Regions from separate parts of the Sus scrofa genome. Here region 2 is linked to region 1. A link is a contact called in public HiChIP or PLAC-seq data. All regions are on one chromosome and are shown on one strand. Each heading gives the region's core, a stretch centred on a gene start, on an enhancer-like site or on the middle of the called end of the contact. The rest is flanking DNA. Distances are from core to core; before and after follow the strand shown.

What was found. HiChIP or PLAC-seq counts read pairs in DNA pulled down with a chosen protein or histone mark.
Region 2: an H3K27ac HiChIP or PLAC-seq map of skeletal muscle shows a contact between it and region 1. The contact joins two enhancer-like sites. A contact is called at or near these places in 2 of 47 Hi-C or Micro-C datasets (embryonic fibroblasts and skeletal muscle) and 1 of 2 datasets of contacts at active chromatin or transcription factors (skeletal muscle).

The regions. Positions count from the first base shown.
Region 1 is chr6:70,791,595-70,798,023 of Sscrofa11.1, forward strand. The region is part of intron 3 of PEX14 (peroxisomal membrane protein PEX14); the gene reads left to right. Among named protein-coding and RNA genes, the nearest start is that of PEX14, 57 kb to the left of the region's middle. Within about 2 kb of position 2,892, at least 11 of the 83 cell types and tissues checked have an H3K27ac peak or open chromatin away from gene starts, as enhancers often do. A contact at or near this core is called in skeletal muscle, where this site is marked.
Region 2 is chr6:71,090,536-71,096,964 of Sscrofa11.1, forward strand. No RefSeq gene overlaps it. Among named protein-coding and RNA genes, the nearest start is that of MIR9861, 30 kb to the left of the region's middle. Within about 2 kb of position 3,101, at least 16 of the 83 cell types and tissues checked have an H3K27ac peak or open chromatin away from gene starts, as enhancers often do. A contact at or near this core is called in skeletal muscle, where this site is marked.

The DNA.
Region 1 (6,429 bases), core at 1,642-4,141:
GGTCAAGCGTGGGGTCACTCTGATTTACGGATTGAAGGGGCAAATTACTGGTTTTATGGTATTTCTGTAAGCAGGGATTAAATAGATCTTGACAAATTCAATATTGTCTGAAGCAGACAGAATATATTTTGGTTTTATTGAAATTTAGGATACATTTCTTTTTTTGTGAAATACATAAACCCCCCCAAACAAACCAAAAAAGAAATCTGACTTTTCTCCTTTGAACATTCAATTTTCTGGAAAGCTAGGACGTTGTTTAAAGCCTTTTAAATACCGTAAGGGAGGAAAGTGAGTGTCCTCCCCCCCGCCCCTGCCCCTGCCCCCCAACAGAACTCTTTCTCACAGAGGCTGGAATGTCAGCCTCAAAATTCTGGGGTTTGGGGTTTACGTCATTAGTGGCTGAAAAGGAAGATGGCATGGTGTGGGGGTATCTCCTAGGTCTGCCCCATGGTACCCCAGTGAAGTGATGCTGCAGGGCCAGGTCCCAGGTGGCGCTCGTGGGGCTTGGGCAGCATCAGCCCAAGCCTTTCACTCACAGGCAGCTGTTTAGAGGAACCTCAAGGCCGGTCCCTGTGGCTGAGTTGGTAAGGGCGCTGGGCGCTTCCTGGCAGCATCACGCTGGCTCCGCATCAGCAGGAGATTATTAAAATTTGGAGTGCGTCGGCCGCCCCTCCACTCCGCAGCCATCATGCCGTAAAAGAGTTTTTCCTTGAAATATGTGTACCTATGGGGAGTAATTAATCATAAAAGCTTGGGGATTTCAGCTCTCTCATCAAAGCATTGAAGCTGGGGAAAGCTGAGCCTAAAAGCCGTGCTGATTACCCGGGGTAACCTGAGACAAAATCTATGGTTGCCGAGAGATCCTTCGCCCCAGTATATTGTGCAATATTATAACTGCCTGATCTTCTCTTCCACTGGCAATGACCAGTTATTCCTCATTTTCTCTCAAACGCAGCTGGGTTAGAATTTCATTTGCAGAAGGTATTTAGAGCAATTTAGAGACAAATGTCTCTGGTGTTTGCTCGGCACTTCCCTACTGCAGGCTTTGCTGAGCAGTTTGAGTATCAGGAGCTCCATCTAATCTGTTTAATTTTAATAAATCCCTGACTGGGAGAGGGAGAGAAAGAGAAAAAAAAAAAAAAGAGAGAGAGAAACTCTGGGCCAAATAATACTTTTGAGTTAGTTGGCTAATCATTACTGTAGAGAGGAAACTGTTTGGTATAATTATTATTTGTTGCTCCTTTAAAAAATAACAACAATCAATTAATTCAACTGAGAGTGTTTACCCTGTGCTGAGAACAGAACAGGCAAAAGCCCTGCCCTCTCAGAGCTTAAATTCTACCGGGGAAAGGAAGACAAGTCAACAAATGAAAAAAAACAGAACATGTGGTTTGTCAGATGGCCGGGCGCCATGGAGGAGAAGCGGCTGGGCTGTGGGCTGGAGGGGCCGGTGCTGTGTCCGACCGGGTTGCACTCCTGCACGAGGTGCATAGAGGGTGTCCCTCAGGGAGGATGACATGTGAACGAGGACCCGAAGGAGATGAGTGCTTGTTAGCGAGCAGAATTCCTCCTCGACCCCCAGCGTGGCTTAGAGTTTTTAGAATTTTAGGCAGCAGCAAACTTGAGAGGCACCCTGCCTGTTTCTTCCTCTAAAGAGAACCACAGGCGTTTAGCCCGCACTTACACCCGGGATCACTGGACTTAATCACCCACCTCCATTATCCTCTAAAATGCTGCTTCAGTCAGTAATTATCTATTTCCGAGTTGAATCCCAATAGGGTAAGTTCTGGCAGGACCTTTTCTGGGCAAAGAATTCCAAGGTTTGATGGGCGTCTGGGGAAGAAGAGCCCTCTGTGGATTTAAACTTCATTTTTTAAATTTCCGGCTGTTCCTAGGGTCAGGCGTACGCGATCAGTGTAGCTTGGCACCATCTCTGCTGGGTGGGCGGGGGCCCTGGGGGGAGCAGCTTTTGTAAAGGAGCTTGCAGCTGCCCTGTCCCCAGCAGCGAGTGGGAAGGAAAAGAAGCTGGTTCACTGGTCTTTGGGGCTGGGGAACGTGTCTTGAGGGGAGGGACCAAGGTCCTGGCATCCTCCGGCATGTCTCCCCACAGGACTCATTGCAATGGTGGGTTGGAGTGCTGGCTTTGGGCGAGCTCACAGCTACTGTAGTCTTGGCTTTTCCTAGCAAATGTCACTTCAGGGAATTGCAGTGGAGCATTGCCTTGAATTATAATCTTGACTTTTTTTTTTTTTTTTTAATAAACATCTCTTTCCTGAAAAGGCAGAGCTAATTTTGTTTTTCTTTTAATATTATTTAATATTTAATATAGAAATTGAGGTCCCTGTAGTGCATGTCAGTTCAGTGGAAAATGAGGGTGACTTTAGGCACATCCGTGGTGTTTGTTTTATCGTGAAGCCACAGCCCAGAGCAGGGGCTTCATCCCATCCCTGCACCTGACAGGTTAAATGTGTGCTCTCTGATTTCAGGGGCCGGGGTGGGGAGAGGGAGTGAAAGCTCTTCTACAGATGGAAGAGCATTGGTTTGCAAAGGTCTTTGGTGTTTGTGTTTTTTGTTTTCGTTTCTTTGAGATCTCTTTTGGATGCTTTAAAGTCGGAATATGGAGTCATTAATGAGAAACATGAAGTTATTAGAATCATTTATCATTTTCTTTGAAGCTTGTACTGCCAGTTTGTGTAATTTACAACATTTCTTTCTTTTATCGGGAATTTTTTGGATGAAAGAGAAAAGCAGCTGTTCACCTTCAGAGTATTAGAATAAATGTTTTTGTTTTCCTTCCAACCGCTTGATTCTGCAGATGACATCAGCTGGAGAGCCAGCCACACATGAAGATAATTGGACTGTGTGTGGGGTTTAAGCCCTCATAGAACTGGTCTATATATAGAAGCAGTTCTTGCCAGGCAGGCATCCTATCTGGGGCTTTAAGCAGGCTGCAATCCAGGAGGTTAGAGTAACTTGAAAACAGCAGTAGAATCAGTCCAGAAAGTTAGAAGTTTGGACATTGTTGCCAGTAGGCTTATGCAGATCTGACACCCTGTCCAACCACAAAATGCAGGAGGCAGTCTGCCTCCAAACACGTTTGGCAGTCTGAGTATACGGCGGGTAAAAGCGATGCTTGCTTGTGGCGGGTGCCGGGATAGATGAGGTAGGGGAAGGAAGCATTGCCCATCAGCTTCCCCTCTGACATCTGTTGCAGAACAGGATTCTAGAAGGAGGATGAGCATCATCCGCTTTTCTCTGTGATTCTGCATGGCGGGGCCTGGGTAGTGCTGGCCAACCCTTGGGCTTACAGTGTCCTTGTCACGCGTGTTAAGTCAAGGGCTGTCCTCTTCCTGATCTAACGGACAGATCAGGGGTCAGGGATCGTGCAGGTAAGTGAAACAAGAAGAACACACCGCCATGCTCTCTGGTTCTCAGAGGTGAAACCAGATCTGATCTTTCTTCTGTTCCTGGAAGCGGAACCCCCAGGAGCAAAACTGCCTCCTTGCTGGAAATGAACTTGAGGAAGAAACCTGACGGTCTCAACCTTGGTTGTGGGGTAGAGGTGAAGGGCTTCTCTCGCTGGAGTATTTTAAGGGGGAGTGACTTCTTACACAGATTTCAATTTAACTCTCTTTTATTACTTTTCTTTTTTATCATTTACATCCATTTCATGAGGTAGTTTGCATGTCCTTGAATGGAATCTCGTTACCATGAAAGCTTTTTTAGCATTGATTTCATAACAGTCTTAATTTAATAGCTCCATCATTACTGAGTAGCTCTGGGAGTGGGGCCCTGGCTTTCCAGGTCACTGACCTTTTAATTACAAACCTTGTTCTGATGGCCAGGTTATCGACTGGACAGCTCCCAGCCTGTGCCCCCAGGATGAAAACGAAAATAACTGTTTCCTCCCCATCTCCAGGAAAAAAAAAAAAATTGTAACCTCATGTGTTTCTAAAATTAATTTTCTCCTTCAGCTTTGCTTTATAATTAATTCTTTAATGTGTCTTAGGAAAGCCAGAGTATTTTTATAACGCTGTTTTTTCGAGCTCGGGTCCAGCAGATCGCTTGGTGGGGGCGGGGAAGCGGGCCGAAGGTCTTGCCAGCTATCACCCTGTGCTTGATTGTGGCCCATTTCCTCATCCTCAGAAACTCCTGCGGCTGAGCTGGAAAGAACAGTATCGGCTCTGTGTGGGGCTCTCTGGCCCTTCTGAGTCTTTGTTAGAGAGGCATGCTTATGGCATCACGATTTAGATTCATTCCTGTATTTGCTGGAGTAATCGAGCCTCATGTATTACAGAGATTTGAAAGAGACTTCCTGTTCTGAGAAAAGACCAGGATTGGATGAGTTTTCGTACTGTCTTACCTCTCTGTTAACCTTGGGTGACTGGGGCCCTCCACGCTGGGTTCTGTTCGGTTAGGAACTTGGGTTGATCCAGGTTCTCGCTTACTGATGGTGAAGAGGGAGAGAGAAAGGAGAGGACGGCGGCCAGTAAGTAGGGTGGCCATCGGTTTTGGTTTGCCCAGGACTGTTCCAATTTTTGTTTTAGTTTTTTTCCTTTGGCCATGCCCACAGCATGCGGAAGGTCCCAGGCCAGGGATCGAACCCTAGCCATAGCGGTGACAACGCAGGATCCTTAACTGCGAGGCCACCCAGGAATTCCAGGACTGTCCCAGCTTTGTTACTGGGATTCCCACATCCCGGGCGGCCTCCCGGGCCTGGGCAAACAGGTCACCAAGCCTTCCTTGGGGGTGAGAGCTACTGTGAGACAACACGGAAGCTGGGGGAGAAGTCCACTCATAGTCGGTCCCCGTGAGGTCAGCTCACCGTCGAGTGGCATCTTCCTGCTCTTGCTCTGGCCCTGCCCCTGTGTGGCTCCAGCGCGGAGAACCTCTGGGCCGGGAGGCTGTGCCCCGCAGGTGAGCGAGCGCTGCCGGAGCAGACAGGGCGTGTGTGGCAGCCACGCTTGTTCCTGAGGATGATTGAGCATCTCCATCCATCTGTTGTGAGTGGACCAGCTTCCTTCCCTGCCAGTCTTGCATCTGCATATCCGTCACCTGCTGTTCTGGACCAGCCTATTCATCACCCTGACGGGTGTTCCCCCCATCAATTTTCCTGCTCCTCTCGTTATCCAAACTTGTCTTGAACTCCACAGATTTTGCTCAGCATCCAGAATGAGAAGTAAGGCAGTTAGACCAGCTGAACGCTGTGGTTTCTCCATCTGGGGGGTGGGGAGAGCTGGTAACACTTGCTCCCCCCAGACGGCTGAGTTAAGTAGGTTTCTACATTTCACCCTGCAATGGGGGGTCAGCGGCACAGAGGAACTTGGGGGAAAAACAGCCCTTCTTCATTTACTGAGTTGTTTTGAGGTTTTCTCTGAAAATGAAGAATGACTCTTCTTACATGCCTGCAGCAATGCTACAAAGAAAAGCAAAGTGATGCTGTCATGTACAGTAGTAGTATTTTTTTAAGTTTTTCGTCTTTTCTTTTTTGAAAAGGTAAGATATTTACATGGTTTCAAAAATGCAGACAGTAAAGAAGGCTAGACAGTGAAGACTGTTTCCTGTCATCTCTAGCCCCCCCAACCCCCCGCATCCTCTTTCCCCAGAACGCTGCTATTAGAGGTTTTTATGTAGCATTCCAAAGATGATCTAGCCATATGACAGCACGTTAATATTTATTAACAAACACTTTTTAAATACAATTGCAGCATATTTCTTGCTTTATCTTACACTTGCAATAGTGTCTTGCCACTTTAATGCATATAGATTTGCCTCACTTTTTGATGGCTGCATAGTATTCCAGTGTCATAATCTTTTTTTTTTTTTTTTTTGCATCAGTCCCAAATTAGTGGATATTTAGGTTGACATTTAAGTCTTTTGCTGTTTCCAACCATGCCTCAGTGAATGTTCTCGTGTGTGTGCTGGTGAACATGTGTTAATTTGACACTGAGCTAAATAAAGTCAAAGCATTTTCTATGTGGTAAGTAGGCTGTGCTCTGTTTTTCTTAAAAATTTCAGGAGATCACGTCCCTCCTCCCCTCAAAAGAATACAGAACCATTTTATAATATAAACATGACTCTAGGTAGGAAGAAATTTATAAGTGAAAAAAGACATTTAATAAATTATTATTAATGGAGTTCCTGTCGTGGCTCAGTGGTTAATGAACCCAACTAGGAACCATGAGGTTGCGGGTTCGATCCCTGGCCTTGCTCAGTGGGTTAAGGATCTGGCGTTGCCATGAGCTGTGGTGTAGGTCACAGACGCGGCTCGGATCCCGCGTTGCTGTGGCTGTGGTGTAGGCCGGCAGCTACAGCTCCAATTAGACCCCTAGCCTGGGAACCTCCATATGCCGCTGGTGCGGCCCTAGAAAAGACACCAAAAAAAAAAAAAAAAAAAAAAAAGCCAAAAAAACCCCAAAACAAATTGTT
Region 2 (6,429 bases), core at 1,851-4,350, 300 kb after region 1:
GTGGCGAGCAGCTCTCATTTGCAGATCCTCTCAGGTCTCTGTTGCTGGGTTTGTGTGCGGGTGTACGCGTGCACACGTGCTGTCTGGAATTGGGGACGGGAGGGGGGGATGGGGGGGTCACTGAGTGTGTGAGTGGACCTTTGTGCCCACGACCATGGACGCTCCTGCGAGTTCAAACTCTCATCCAGAACTTGAGGAGGGAGGAAATAGAAAATCCTGAAAAAGTTGAAGGCTGGAGCGGGCATTGTTAACCCCTTCAGTTCCCAGGCAGAGCCGGGATGGGACTGGGTGGTCTCCCAGCTGACTTTCCAGGCTGCAGCTTCGCGTGCACCTCGCCAAAAGCCTTTGTATGAACACAGCACTGAGAAGAGGGGGAAGTTGCAAAAAGAAGAAGGGAGGGGGGAACACAACAAAACAAAACTGGAGGCCGAGGGGGAAAAAAGCAAAAGAAAAGAGAAAGAGAATTAAACCATTCATCTACCCAGATTTTCCACTTCACAGAGTAATCAGTTTGGAAGTGATTGAAACAAAGTGGAAGGCACGACTGTCACCCCCGCCCTCCGGTCCACGTTCCTTATTTACAGAAAAAAGGGGGTCTCCCTGCCCCCCCAAAAGGCCCCCATGTCCGCCCCAGTGAGGGACAAGGACCCCAGCCCTCTACTGCAGCTGCCCGATGCCTTGACACCCGGGCGACGGCTGCCCTGAGCTGGAGGTGCAAAGCCAAGATGATTTAATTTATAGAAAGGACAAGGATGTCGTGTAGCAGATTTAATCATCGGAGAGTTTAAAAAAAAATAAGGACCGGGCTAATGTCGTAATTTACATTTCAGGATAATAAAGAGAGAAAGACAGAAAAGGAAGGGCCCGTAGCAGCCTGCGAGAGGCCGAGAGGAGGGGAGGCCGACCAGGGGGCCGAGGGAGCCCAATAGATTTGCCTGAAACACCAATAAATTTTAAAACAAACCCAGAAAGCTAAAGACAGCCCCTGGAAAGTGCTGGGAAAATGGACCATCGATTTTAGGCTTGATCTGCATTTTGTATTTTAATAATGCTCTCTCTGTCTTTCCTTTTCTCTCTCTCCCTCTCTCCCTCTCTCTCTCTTTTGCAAAATATAAAAGCTGATCTGATAAATATTAATTTGAACCATCATAATGTATTTGAAAATTCCAGCTAAAATGTCACCACATGGAACATTAATGTAATATTTCAAGGCCCTGAGAGCAATACTCATATTGATTGCATTTATTTCACTCTAGGGACGAGAGATAATTCTTCAGTGTGGGACACATCTGGGAGCCAAGGAGGCAGGGGCTGAGGGGAGAAATGCGAAATTATATATGGTCATAAAAAATACAAAACAGAAAATCCTCCCCAAAACTCTCCCCTCTCCTGTGCCACCCCACACCCAAACTTGGCTATTTCATGTCTCAGCATGCCATGGGGCATGGGCGGCAGAAGCCCAGGTGCCTTTGGGCAAAAGGCAAAAAGCTTGAGTGTGTGCCTCTGGGGCGGTGGTTGCAGGATGCGGGCCGCCTTGCCCTGGGCCCCAGCACGTGGGCCCTGCCTGCCGGTGGTGGCTGGTGTCGGGGCCCAGCTGGGGATGGACAGACCCGCAGAGGGACGGGCCCAGCTGCCCCCCCACCCCATGCCAGAGCTGCGGGGTGGGAAGTTTGTGAATGCCCAAGAACTGTGGGGACCTGGGAGCTGGGAGAGAGAGGAGAAGGGGGGAGGGGGAGGGGGGAGGGGAAAAGGGGGAGGGGGAGTGGAGGCTGAGAGAAAGGAAAGAAAGAAGAAAGGTAGCAAAACAGAGGAAGAGGAAGGAGGGAAGGAGAGAGAGAGAGGCAAGAGCGAGGAGGGAGAGAGGGGAGCAGAGACAGGAGGAAAGGAGAGAAGGAAAGAGAGGGGGGGGGAGCCGTGGGCTGTCTGGAGTCCCAGCTCCTCTCACTGTCATTAAGGATATTGATGTGCTCAGGCGTCAACGAGTCTTTGCACAAGTGAAAGGAAATCCGATGCTGGTGATGACCCCGAGCCCACGCCCTCCGTGCCCCCTGCCCGCCTGGGGCTGAGACATGCAAGGCCTGGGGTGGGAGGGCTGCGGTGGTGAGAGCTCCATCCAGGGCTCCGGGACTCCAAGCGTCCCTAGCCCGGGGTCCGTGCAGGGGTGGGGAAGGGGGCCCCTGGAAACTGCTCCTTTCAACCCCCGATACCCACAGCTCCTCCAGGGCTGGCTGGCTGGTCTCCTGACTCCACCTCTGAGAATACGGGCAGCCCCGACTGGGCTGAGCAGGGTCGCCCCCGACGCCCACGGAGCCCTCAGCCAGAACTAGAGACTCAACTTCCTCCTTGCTTCTTGGGGTTGTGGGGTGGGGGTTGAGCATCCCTAGAAGCCCAGGGGCGGGGTAAGAAGAGGCCCCAGAGGCCCAGGGACCGGCCAAGGTCAGAAACATCCTTGCCATTCTTCAGATCTCTGCACAAAGGTCACCTTCTCACAGAAGCCCTCCCAGGCCACCTAGACAGCCCCCAACACACACTCCCTGTCACGCCAGAGAGTTTGGTTTTAACGAGAGCACTTGTTACTAACTGGAATTATCTTAATTTGCGTTTATGTGCTTTTTCTCTCCCCCTCCCCCAACTTGGCGATTAAATTTCTAAGGACAGGGACCTTGCCTGTCCTGCTCACCATCATATCACCTACACCGGGCACAAAGCAGATGCTCCTGGGCATTAGCGACCTGATGGAAAAAAGGAAGGAAGGGAGGATGGATGGATGGATGGATGGATGGATGGATGGATGGATGGATATGCTAAAAGCTCTGCCCTTACGCTAACCAAGCCCTCCCATCCTGAGCCCCCTTTCAGCCCTGTGACCCCGCGTCGCCCCCACCCCCGACCCCTCCCAGCCCCAGCTCCCGCTGCCGCCCGCCGCCCGCCGCCAAGGCTGCGCACCCCCGCCTCCCCTGAGCCGTCACTCGCGGAGCTGCCACAATATTGTGAAGGCTCCGCGCTCCCGCTCCTCCGCGCAGCCCACAGCCCGCGCGAGGAAAGCGAGGGAGGCGGCGGGCGGGCGGCTCGGCGATGAATAATGCATGACCAAGGCGCCCCCTACCGGCGGCCGTGGGCTCCGCGGGGACAGGGCCCCGCCGCGCCCTGACCTCCCCGGGACCAGGAGGCCGAGGCAGGGCCCACGTCCCTGCTCGCGGCGTCCAGGGAGGAAACCTCCCGCCCCTCCAGGATCCAGCTGCCCAGCCCTTGCCCTCTCCAGGTCTGGAAGCAGCCTCTGCCCTCCCCAAGACCGAGGACCGCGTCTGGGGCCTTTGGGGTGGTGGTGGAGGCTGCAGAGAGGCCGCCGCAGGCCCGTGGGGCGGGATGGGGCCGCCCACTGCGTGTCAGTCCAGGGCCTCTGCACCAGGCTTTGGGCTGGCCCAGAAGCGCAGCCTGCGGAAAGGAGCAGCTGAAAGGCAGGGGAGAACAGAGAAAACAGCTAACCCCCCTTATAAAAATCAGTGCAAATTATTTGGTGACATTTGGGTGTTATCTATAGCTCATGGTAAATATCCAAATATATAATTATCTAATTCAGTTAATGTCATCAAGAAATTTGTTCAAACAGGATCACAAGTGTTTCCAAGTTTCCATAGAATAGAATATGGAGATGCTTTTTTTTTTTCTTTTTTGTAAGTTTAAATACAGACAGGCCCACTATGTATATGTATGTGTCTGTCATTTTAGAATAAGGGTTAGAGTTCCTGTTGTGGCTCAGCAGGTGAAGAACCTGACGAAGTGGAGTTCCCGTCGTGACTCGGTGGTTTACGAACCCAACTAACATCCATGACAACATGGGTTCCATCCCTGGCCTCGATCAGTGGGTTAAGGATCCGGTGTTGTCCTGAGCTGTGGTGTGTAGGTCGCAGATGTGACTCGGATCCTGCGTTGCTGTAGCGGTGGTATAGGCAGGCTCTGATTCAACCCCTAGCCTGGGAACCTCCATATGCCATGGTGAGGCCATAAAAAGACCAAAAAAATCAAGACAAAACCAAAAGCAAAACCAAAAAACCTTACATAGTGTCCATAAGGATGTGGGTTTGAACCCTGGCCTCACTCAGTGGGTTAAGAATCCAGCATTGCCATGGCTGTGGCATAGGCTGCAGCTGCAGCTCCAATTCCACTCCTCGCCCCGGGGAACTTCCATATGCCATGGGTGTAGCCATAAAAAGAAAAAAAAAAATAGAATAAGTGTCCTGGAAGTGTCTTCCTGGGGGTCTCTTTTGGGGAGGAATGGATCTTCTGGGCTGCCCTCCACCTGGAGACCCCCAGTGGCAGAGAGAATCAGGAGGAGACCCTCACCAGGCCTGGAGTGTCTCCTAAGATGACTGTCATCTCTGGGGTCCCACTGCCATGAATGTCTGTCCCCTAGGCTCACTGTGTCCTAATAGGCAGGTAATGAGAAGGGAGCCAGAAAGTCGCCACTAGGCTTGAGTGGTGGCTTTACTCCCAATCCCCCAAACCCCAGGGGAGCAGGGCCTCACATGGAGAACAAACTATTAACACCCCCTGTGCCCCCAGGCCTTCCCGCTCTCACCTGACCCACTGCCCCGCCTTAAGAAGCCAGAAAAGTGAGCCCTCTGGGAAGTGTCTCCTGCCCAACTGATGAGCATCGGCTGAAAGACGTGTTGGGCTCTCTAATCCCAGCAATGCCCTGGGAACAAAGACTATGAGGCTCATATTCCAGATGAGGAAACTGGAGCTCAGAGAGGTACCATCATGGGCCCAAGACCACACAGCTCGGGTATAAACTCAGCCTTACACTCTCCAGAGCCTGAGACTGGAGGAGCCCAGAGACCTGGAGCAGGGAGGGGAAACTCCAGCCTCCCGCCCAGACAGTCCTCTTGTGTCCTGGGTCCCAGCCCTAGGAGGTCAGACCTGAGTCCTGAGCTGGACCGCAAGCCCTCCCTGTAGAATCTTGGGGCAGCATTTGGTCTGGGTCACTACGAACGGGTTGCAGACTTAACCGCCCCGGGCCACAGCAGGCATCACCCAATATAGGAAATATGCGGTCTCGCAGCTGTTTCCCAAATGGTTTTGGCTTTAAAGAAAACAACTCTTATCACTTGTGATAAAACATGGTGGAGGATAACATGAGAAAAAGAATGTGACTATATGTATGACTGGGTCACTTCGAGGTACAGCAGAAATCAACAGAATATTGTAAATCAACTACACTTTAATTTAAAATTTAAAAAAAGAAAAAAGAAAACAACTATTCAAAGCCATGATACCTGACAACCGGTTAGCAACCTTCACCCTGGAATCTTGCTCCTTCAAGTGAAGCCCAGGTTCCAGCCCCCACCTGCCTTTGCTGGGCTCTGTTGCCTCAACCGACACGTCTGACCTCCCTGAGCCTCTGTATCTTCATCTGTAAACTGGGAATAAAAGCAGTGCCCGTATCACAGGGGGGCGGGTATGTGGACCAGGTGGGTGGAGGGGTGCACAGGGCTTTGCAGGGCAACCAGAGCCCTGCAGGAAAATTCTTGTTAGGTCCTTGTCTGGTCATTCTTTTAGTGTGAGTGACCAGGGATCTGGTCCTGCCCCCCTGCCCAGCAGAGCCAGGGCAGGACGAAGCCTGGATTGGAGTCCAGGATGGTGGAGGGGGCTGAGCGGCAGCCCAGCCCAGCGATTCTGTAGGAGTTTCCACAGCCAGGAGGAGCTTTGGACAGGGGTGGGGGAGGCCATTTGAAAGGCATCCCCGTGGAGTTCCTGTTGTGGCTCAGCGGGTTAAGAACCCGTCTAGTATCCATGAGGATGCCGATTCAGTAGGTTAAGGATCCCGTGTTGCCACAGGCTGCAGTGTAGGTCACAGATGCGGCTCAGATCTGGCGTTACTGTGGTGTAGTGTAGGCCAGGGGCTATGACTCCGATTCAGCCCCTAGCTTGGCAACCTCTATATGCCACACATGCAGCCCTAAAAAGAAAAGAAAAGAAAGCAGGAAAAGGATCCCTGGGGATAACAGTGAGAAGGTGGGCGGTAGGACCAGGACAATGTGTCAATGGGCAGAACTGCTGTGGGCAACCAGGGCTGAGGCCGCCTGCAGAGGCTAGGGCACAGCCGGGCACTGCCGCCAGGTGCGTGTCGTCGGGGGTGGGTGGGTGGGAGTTTATCCACCAACTGCCATCTGTCATTGGTTAAGTGAGAGTCGCAGGGGCCAAGCTTGCTCCTCTGGACAGAGAGGCGTCCTGGGGGTGCTCCAGGTGGAGTAATGGGGACGTCAGGTCAAAGCTGCAGGGGGCCTCTGGGGCAGCCAAAGGACAAGACAGGGCCCAGTGCCCCCCCCCCCCCAGTTCCCTCACCTGTGCCGGCCAGGCTTGTCATCAGCAATGCCCACTCTGAGCCCCACCCGGGCTCTGGAGTCAGAGGCGGGCCAGACTCAGCTC